2 separate regions of the Mus musculus genome follow, and region 2 is linked to region 1. The links are chromatin contacts, called in public Hi-C maps. All regions are on one chromosome and are shown on one strand. The core of a region is the stretch at or near the end of the contact, and the rest is flanking DNA. Distances in the headings are between cores, read along the strand shown.

Region 1 (4,622 bases), core at 1,345-3,844:
TGAGAGGAGATACTCAACATTAGAATAAAAATGAAAATGATAGTTTCCATAAAGCTATTAGAAACCACAACTCATTTCATTCCTGGAATATTGTATAATTCTCTAGACAATGAGATCATAAACAAGAAAATCCCACAGGCAAAATCCCCCAAGAAAGTCCTGAATATTTTAAAACTTTCAGTTATATTTCTCTTTATAATTATGATCTCAGACAAGAGTCAGTTGCCAATAAAAGATTTCCATGTAAGAAATATTGCTATAACAACAAGTATTAAAGTGCTAACAGTGTTCTAAGGAAGAAAAAAACTTCAGTGTCTTTTTATACATCAACATAACAAAAGAAAATGACAGCCTATTTTCTTGGAGAACTCTGAAGTATTAATTACATTGTCAAAAGTGAAGATTACATCATACAGACAGCCAGCCTCTCGACTCATTCATCCATCAAACCTGACTTGCTAATTTGAATATTAACCTGTTTGGATAATCAATTTTAATTTAGTTACACATTTTTCTTACAAACGAATAATACTGATCCAAAGACACAGGGAACTCAAAACAACTGAGTAAGCTTTAGTGGCTGACCATTTGGTCATGCACGTTTATTCCTGCAGTTTTATCTCTGCCCTGGTTTGTCTTTTAGGCTACCTTCAATCATGAAAAGGATATCAGTGATTCAGGACAGCATGGTTTCTACATCTTACAAGAAACTCAAGTTCAGTAAGAGACTATCATTTGCATCTTATAGTAACACAAGATCGCTGAATATGCCAAAGACAAGAGTGGTCTGGGGACTGCCCTTACAGGCACTGTTCTCTCATTAGTTTTAACAGGATTGAATTTTTTCAGAGTTTTCAACAGGGTTGTCTATGATTTGTGGTAGTATTGACCATTCAAAGTGAGGTTGGTGAACCAACAACTTTGGGGTGTTCTAAGAGACTGCCACCAGCCATGCAGAAATGTGGTCTGCACCCAGACATGCTGAGCCAAAAGCCAACTTGCAGCAAGGTCGCTGGATAATGACTCTACAGAATAAAGGTTGATCATTGCCAGGTTAGATTATATGGTGAGGATGGAAGCCTGGCACCTTCTCTCTCTCTCTCTCTCTCTCTCTCTCTCTCTCTCTCTCTCTCTCCCTCCCTCCCTCCCTCTCTCCCTCCCATCCTTCCATCATTCCCTCCCTCCCTCCGCTCTCTAAGAATAATGTAACAGAAAGCTTCAATTTAGCTATTGTTATGCTGTTTATTAGTCAAATGACATCAGTAATTTCCCAAGCAATGTGGAGAAGGGCTGGCATTTGTCTTATTTCATAGAACAGGAAAGTGAAACTTGGAGACTTTTCAACAAAGTCAGGAGTTATCTACTAAATGGCAGAGTTGAGGTCCCCTCCTTTCCTACCTACTCCAAACTCAGACTTCTGCACAAAGTGGTCATGAATTTGACCATTTACTCTGTCACTGGATCCTCACCCTAAAGCAGATATTTTTCTCATGCAAATGTATATGTTAAGTGTGTATGCCAGTCCCTTTCAATACTAAACTTAGGAGGGAAGCCAGTTTAACTACGTTCTTAAAGGAAGACATATTCAAAAGGGAAGTGAAGGCTGGTGCTACTTCTGAAACCACAAGTTAAATGGGTCACAAAGCTGAGAGCTCTGCTCTTAACATTTTCAGAAGAAAGAAAATAAAAAAGCTATATGCCCCTTCCTCCTCTAAGAAAAAGCACTACTAAACTATTAACATTTCCTCTCATTCATACATTGCCAATCTTCGTTCTCTGGATGAGCTAACCCTCACCTGTAAAAGCCAAATATTATCAGTTCAATTAAACAAAGCTCTTATACCAGACAGGCATTGAGAGAGACTGGAGGGCAAAGCTCTGTCTGTTTTATAAAAGCATCTGAGATGATTTCTCTCCAGAAGTCAGAGGTAATGATAAGCAACTTCATAGAGATAAATCCTCCTCAAACGGTCTAGAATAACTTCCCTCTTTTGTTGTAAACTGACAAACAAGGAATTCAGAAAGATTTCTTGAGGTCTATTCCACAGCTGTGCCTCTGAGGTGGCAAACTACAAGGCAAAAACTGGCAGAAATGACTTAAAATGCAAAAGTCGCAAAGGGAGCTATTGCGGGGGTTGTTACAAATGACTTTGGAGACTTGGGGAGGCGAAATCCTCCAAACTGCACTGAGAAGCAGTCATTTCATCTGGAGACGGTGGGTGATCCTCTCCCCGATACTGCTCGCAGATTGGAGCACCCTCTTATTAAATTACAGTGTTTTATAACCAGGGAATAAAATTGGTATCATGTTTACTATGCAAAATCCCTGCTATTTTTCAAATGGATGTATATATATGTATATATATTTTAATATAAGATTGAAATTTAATATTGAAAGCACCAAGTGATAAAAACCAACCCACCTAGTTTCAAACCCTGCTTAAATTAGTTTTTTTTTTTTTGAATTTCGTATCTAATAACATAGTACAATAATACTGAAACGAGATTAACGCTATGATAGTATTTGTTTAGGAAACCCAGACGGTTGCTATGGAAACAGTCATTCTGCATATCTATGGAAACAGAGACAGTGTTGTAAATAGTGCTACAGAAAGGGGAACCTTGTAAACTTAGCCTTCCATTCTAAGAAAAAGATAGAGTGTGGGATTGTCAAGCAAGGAAAAGTATATTTTCTTGTAAAAGAATGATTTTTCACTATATTCTTATCCTCATGATAGGACTTTTAATCTAACATTTCAAGGCTTGATTCTTTAGTCATCTGTCAGTTACTGTGTTCTTATTGATGATCCAAACAAAGACTAGATATATTAATATGAATATTCACTGGAAATGTTTTCACTCAACTTTAGTCTGATAACATTTTATCAGCCAAATATCTTTCCCACTACTAGTAAAGTAGGAAATATTGTAGAAAGTATACACTTAATTTGATTAAAAATTGAGAGACTAAAGTAATGGCTTTTGAGAATCTAGGTGTAATGTATACTACATAGTTGTGAACTGGGTTATTAAAATAAATTTTGGGTGGGACAAGTGGCCAAGTGGTTGAGGCAATGACCTCCAAAACTTAAGTGAGGTTTCCTATGTTGTGAATGTATGAAATCATTTTTGGAATGCAGGTGGCCTTGTAATGATTCGAGCCTTTGATTCCCTGAGTATGTCATGTCTGACTGAAAGGTAATTAGTATTTCTTAGTTTCCTTTCAACTTCTGATGTGGCCAAGCTATTGCTAGGAAAATGGTGTTGTGCATTGTAGAGTGAATGAAGAAAGTTACTGAAGACCATAATACGTAAAACAGAAACACACAAACCCCCCTCGAACATAATTCTTACCCTAACCCTTGGCAATAATAACGATAGGGTCTGCGCACTTATGAATGTGCAAAGGGTCATCTCGTTTCATCTGAAAAGGTAAGGGACGGTGGCATAATGTCAACAATGTGGTTTGACGGAAGCAACAGAAAGGAAGGAGAGGGCGTTAGATTGTAGCCTTGCCAACCGGTTGAAGATACAAGTTCCAGGCCACCTGATCGAGTCTTGGCATCTTATGCTCTCTTCTTCCTCTTGTGTGTGTGTGTGTGTGTGTGTGTGTGTGTGTGTGTGTGTGTGTGTGTTTAGCTCCGTTGTTAAGGGTGCACAGAGATGGAGCTGATAGTCATCTGGGAGCTGACAGCCGGGCTGATGCCTCTTTGTCAGCTCCTGAATGCTTCTAACATCGAGGCAAGCAATTGTCTCAAATTAATCACTGTTGTGTATTTTAGATTTTTATTTTAATCTAAGGGTTTTTTGTCTTGTTTGTCATTTTTAAAGCTTTCCTAACACAACCTTATGCTATTCATTTTTATAACTCAATTTCAAAGTTGAAGTAACTTTCAAATGATGGTTTAGAAAGGTAGGAAGCTGGGAACCAGCTCTGGAGCAGCTGTCCACCCTGGATCAATCAGAGCTACTCCATTCAGTGTTAGCCCCACTGACTAAATGATAGGAATGACAAATATGTTACTAGACTGTGCTTCCTTCCAGTTTACAGTGCTGTGGTGCTTTGGTTAGTTGTCAATAACTATTGAATTTTAAAATAACTATTAATCAACTAGAAACATAGCTCAGTTGGCAGAGTGTGTGTTTAGCATGTATAAAGCCCCAAGTTCAAATCCCACCAATACATAAATTCCTTAACACCAAGGATTCCATCCCTCTCCAGGGGAAGCAAAAATGTCAGAAGTTCAAGGTCATTCCTTCTGGAAAGGGGAGTTCAAAGCCAGCCTGAACTACATGAGACCTTATTTTACACCAAAATTACATTTAAAATAGGAGGCTACGGAGTGGCTCAATAAATAGCACATTTCCACACCGTCAAGTGCGAGGGCCTGACTGCGGCTTACCTCAACTCGTGTAAAGCCAGGTGTGGGTAGCTCATGTCTTCTGTAACCACAGTTCTCCTATGGCCAAGTTGGAGGTAGAGAAGGGAGATTCCTTGAAAGCCTGATACATAGAGCAACAAAGAAAAAGGAGTCTCAGTAGAGGAGAAGATGAGAACTGACATTCAAGGCTGTCTTCCTACCTCTACATTAAGTATACCTGCACGCACATGCACACACACA
Region 2 (4,622 bases), core at 668-3,167, 160 kb after region 1:
CTCCTCTAAGAGGACTGAAACTAACAGTTGCTTGTGTTTGACTCATAGATGACATTGTCCAAGAAGTATCCCTCAGGCAGCTCCAGTCTGCCTCAAATTAGTGTTAACCAGATGTAGGGAATTAGCAACACAGATATACACTTATGAAGAAGTGAACACACACGCAAACATACATAGTGACACATATACAAGCACAAACACACACATGTACATACATACAAACAAACATATAGAACACACATACACTCACACATGCTCACACATACAAACATACATAAATGCATGCACACCCCAATATATCAATACACAGAGGCACACACACATACAGGCTCATTTATAAATACACATACATACGTAAAATACAATGACATGCATATGCATACAGACATACTGTGGTGGTTTGAATGAGTATTTGAACACTTGGTCCCCAGTTGGTGGTGCAGTTTGGGGAAGTTAAGGAACCTTTAGGAGGTGAAGGCGTGCTGGAGGAAGTATGACATGGGGAGTGGGCCTTGAAAGATTATAACCTCATTCCCTCTTCCAGTTTACTCTGCTTCATGATTACCGCTGAAGATGTGATTTCTCAACTTCCTGCTCCAGCAATCTGCTGCCATCTCTCTCTCTCTCTACAACTACAAGACCAAATAAACCATCGCTTCTATAAGTTGTCTTGGTAATGATGCTGAATGACAGCAACAGAGAAGTAGTACACACTCATACACACAAATTATACAGGTTTGCTGTCGTGAAGCAAATATGGACACTCATACACAAATTTACAAAAACATGTCCACACAATATACAGATGCCAGCATCATATATACCTACATATGCATGTATACAAACATGAACATGGACAATTGAAGGAAGAGGAGCAAGAGAAGGAGGAGGAGGAGGAGAGTGATGAATAAAAAGAAAATGTGGACACGAATAAAGATGTGGAGATGGAGGGAAACTTGAGTAGCTCTGACACGCAGAGTTCATTCCTCATGTTCTTAAAAGTAGGAAACTGAATGCTGGTCTAAGTCACTCAAATTCCTTTCCTCACGTTTGGTTTAGATTTATTCTGTTTAGGTTTAATTATCCCCTTACCTGTTGGTGAGTAAAAATGCCTATCCCAAGAACATTCTAAATTGATACATGAAAAAAAATGTCTGCCAGAATATGTACACTATGAGAAGTTCTTTTCTTGTAATGAGAAGTAATGGACATGTGTTTTCTCATATTCCCCTTAGACATCTATGAATGGGCGTGTTTGATCTCTGCCTCCTAGACAGACTCTTCTATGTATGACTGGAGCAAAAGGAGGATACAGAGTTTATGTTCTTGTTTGCTTGGTGTGTTGTTTTGTTTTGTTTTGTTCTGTTCTGTTTTTGTAGCAACTAGTTGCAGGCAAAACCCAACAAAGTAGACATTGTCACTTAGAGGCACAGGCCTTGTGGAAGACAGGGTCTGTCATCGATCCAGGTGAAATCCATCCTTTTTTATCACCCTATTTTTTTTTCCATTCAGTGGTGAGTTTAACCTTCAGATGCTCTTAGTTAGGGATGACATTTGGTCTTCTATTATTATAGAAAATTTTAAAACAACTTTTTGTGAGGAATAGTGTCTCTCCTGAGATAACTTTATGGAACAAAAGACGTTGAGAAAACCTGGATGCTGCAATTAACAGCAAATTACAGGGGTGTTGTTCCGAGTTTTCATTCTCTAGAATTTACACCTAGTTGTCTTCTTGTTATTAGATGAATGGATTTGTTTTTTATTTATATGGGTGCCAGAGAAGTGAAGCAATAATATGTTTTAGAAACAGCAGGCAGGATGAACTTTTAAAGTCTGTCGTCACTTACTGCTGCATCCTGGAAACCTTCAACTGATAGAGCCTCTCACTTCCCTTTCCAGTCTGAAGCTTCTCTGTGAGCTACAGAAGAGGGGAAGATTAGTGGCGGTTACGTTGTGACTATGTCTTCCTCTTTACTCATTTTATGAATCCAGTATTCATCTACTTAGTCACTCAAGAATATGCATTCTTTAGATTTTTGAACATGTGTCATTTTTAAATTTGGATATATAAATATTAAAATACCCATTTACTATAGTGTTCATAATATATATGATAGTACTGATAAACAGCATACATTGTTTCAATATCTGATTAAAATATATGTGCTAAATATTATGACAAAAAAGGAGAGTTCACCCTTCTATATATTTATTTTTGTTTATTTTACATCTTAAAATGAAGCTATCCATTCAGTACATTGATCTCTATTATGTTACACCTTATATTTCCTTCCTTTCAAATATTGTAAATTTCTATTACATGAGCGTGGTAAGACTCTAGCATGGTGGGTAAACACGATAATCTACTGCTGTGAACAACACATCACGGCTTTATTAGCATGAAAACTGACAGCAACCGTTTTCGAGATTATTGAGGCTTGTGGAACTGATGATGTGTTGTTGACTGAGAAGTGTTGACTTTGATTTTTGAAACACTACTTTAAATCATGGTACTTACATGCTTTAACCTCCCTTAAGCTAGCCCACCACCCACCAGAAGTAGTGGGAAAGAAAGGTAATTAAGATGCTGAGGGTCCCTGTTCCCAATTCGGTTTTGATTGGTTAATAAAGTTACTAACAGCCAATGGCCGGGCAGGGAGACAGAGGCAGGACTTTTAGTTTTCCCAGACAAGGGACTAAGGGAAGAAGGAGTGGAATCACCATGATGGGGAAGCAGAGAAATCAGACTTAAGAGTTGCAGGAGAAAAATCATCCAGCCATGTAAGAGTTGGGGGGAGTGGCCACTGGGTCTGGGGGGGAGCAGAGATGAAATAAAGATTTAAGTATTAACTCAAGAATATTGGAGGGGGTGTGTTAGGCACACGGAGGCTCAAGACTGGCACAGCCATTCTAGCCACTAAGCTAGTTAAGACATAAAAAAAAAAAAGAAAGAAAGAAAGAAAGAAAGAAAGAAAGAAAGAAAGAAAGAAAGAAAGAAAGAAAGAAAGAAAGATAGATATTGGGGAAGTGGACCTATTTAGAAATTATTCTTTGGAGCAAATCCAATCTGTGTTGTCAGGAAATCAGCAGTTTAGTTCACAGGAATCAGCAGCGGCAGCTCAATGCACTCGCAAATACTTCACGAATACAACAGCAGCCCGGTTCAGGAGCGTCAAGATAGGAAACAGCAATCAGCAGCAGAGGCACGACTCAACAGAAACAGCCAGGTCTCTGCGGAACCAGCATTTGTCAGTGGGAGTGACAGGGACCAGCAGGGACACCAGAAGATCTCTGCTGTACTTCTCTCAATGAAGCACAGATCAGTGAAAACCAAGATGTGATACCAAAAAGCATTGTAAAGCCAGCTAGGCAAGCTTCTCTCACAGTCTGTTGAGTTCTAGCTATACGCCCTCCAAACATCATGTGTCCTTCCGTGGGTCTTGCCTCAGTACGTGAGTTATGAGTCTATATCCGCTGACATCACTCCGTCAATCTGCTCAAGTCTGTGGAAGAGACAAAAGGCCACCAGAATACCACGAGAAATTGTTTTAGAGTGTTTCTCTCTATGAAGGCACAGAGCCCTTCATCACCTGTTCTTTCACGTGCTTCCTTTAGAAAAACATCTTTATAGTTTTATCTGCTTCAGCAAAACGTACCTTCACCTGTATCTGCTTCAGCAAAAGATTATCTGACGTAACTGACTTTCCTAACAAACCAGAATTTTCCACCTCAGGTATGGATCTATACCTCTAAACATGACACTCTTTCATAAGATACACACCCAGGCAGCCACTATCCCTGCATTTGGCACAGAAGAATCTTAGAGTATGAATCTTGTGGTTCCATATCTCTGTGATTTTTGAGAACATGTGTCATGCAAAGCTGGTATCTGCTTCTGAGAAAGACTGCTAAATAATGTTGGCTGGTGTGTCTGAAGTCAGTGAAAAAAATCTTCTCTAGAAGCACAGATTCATTCTCTCTCTCTCTCTCTTTCTTTCTCTCTCTCTCTCTCTCTCTCTCTCTCTCTCTCTCTCTCTCTCTCATAAAACATCCACAAAGGATTCATACTGCAGAAACATCAAGACTACAGTAACATCATTTATCATTTTGCATAAAATATGAAAGATGTTTGAAAATGGACATTCCAAAGTAGATAAAACTTTCAAACAATTTAAGTTCTAAAATTGCCTCTGACTCTTACATGCATCAGTTTCCCTACCCTATGCTAAGAGGGAAAATTTTTAAAAGTAGGTTTATTCTTTGTCATTGCCTCAAGTATACAAAAAATTGGACAGTAAACCCCAAGTCAATTTCTGCTACTACATTATTCCCAACACTAGTATTTTTCCCAAACCATAAATAAAGGTTCTGCTATTTTCAATGTAGCTAAGAAAAAGTTGAGAGATAATTTAACAAGACTCATGTTATATCAGTTCTATCTTTTCCATTTTTTTTTTCATTTCTTGTAAGGTAACAGCCAAACCTGTCACCTTGTAAAAGGACTCATACCAGAGCTAAGATGAGAAACTTAAACAAAGGTAGGGTTTCTGTTGAAGACTCATAAGCATATAGGAGCCCAAGGCAGCTACAATGAGCAATGCTAATTATAGCAGGAGCAAGGA

The links. Hi-C and Micro-C count contacts between places; a contact is called where the count stands out from the background.
Region 2: a Hi-C map of bone marrow-derived macrophages shows a contact between it and region 1, with 2.1 times the contacts expected there. The contact joins two enhancer-like sites. A contact is called at or near these places in 3 of 484 Hi-C or Micro-C datasets (B cells, bone marrow-derived macrophages and embryonic stem cells) and 1 of 115 datasets of contacts at active chromatin or transcription factors (CD8 T cells).

Annotation. Positions count from the first base shown.
Region 1 is chr13:5,777,032-5,781,653 of GRCm38.p6, forward strand. No RefSeq gene overlaps it. Among named protein-coding and RNA genes, the nearest start is that of Gm35413, 24 kb to the right of the region's middle. Within about 2 kb of position 2,595, at least 87 of the 459 cell types and tissues checked have an H3K27ac peak or open chromatin away from gene starts, as enhancers often do. A contact at or near this core is called in bone marrow-derived macrophages, where this site is marked.
Region 2 is chr13:5,937,659-5,942,280 of GRCm38.p6, forward strand. The region is part of intron 1 of Gm46401 (a long non-coding RNA gene); the gene reads left to right. Among named protein-coding and RNA genes, the nearest start is that of Gm46401, 24 kb to the left of the region's middle. Within about 2 kb of position 1,918, at least 25 of the 459 cell types and tissues checked have an H3K27ac peak or open chromatin away from gene starts, as enhancers often do. A contact at or near this core is called in bone marrow-derived macrophages, where this site is marked.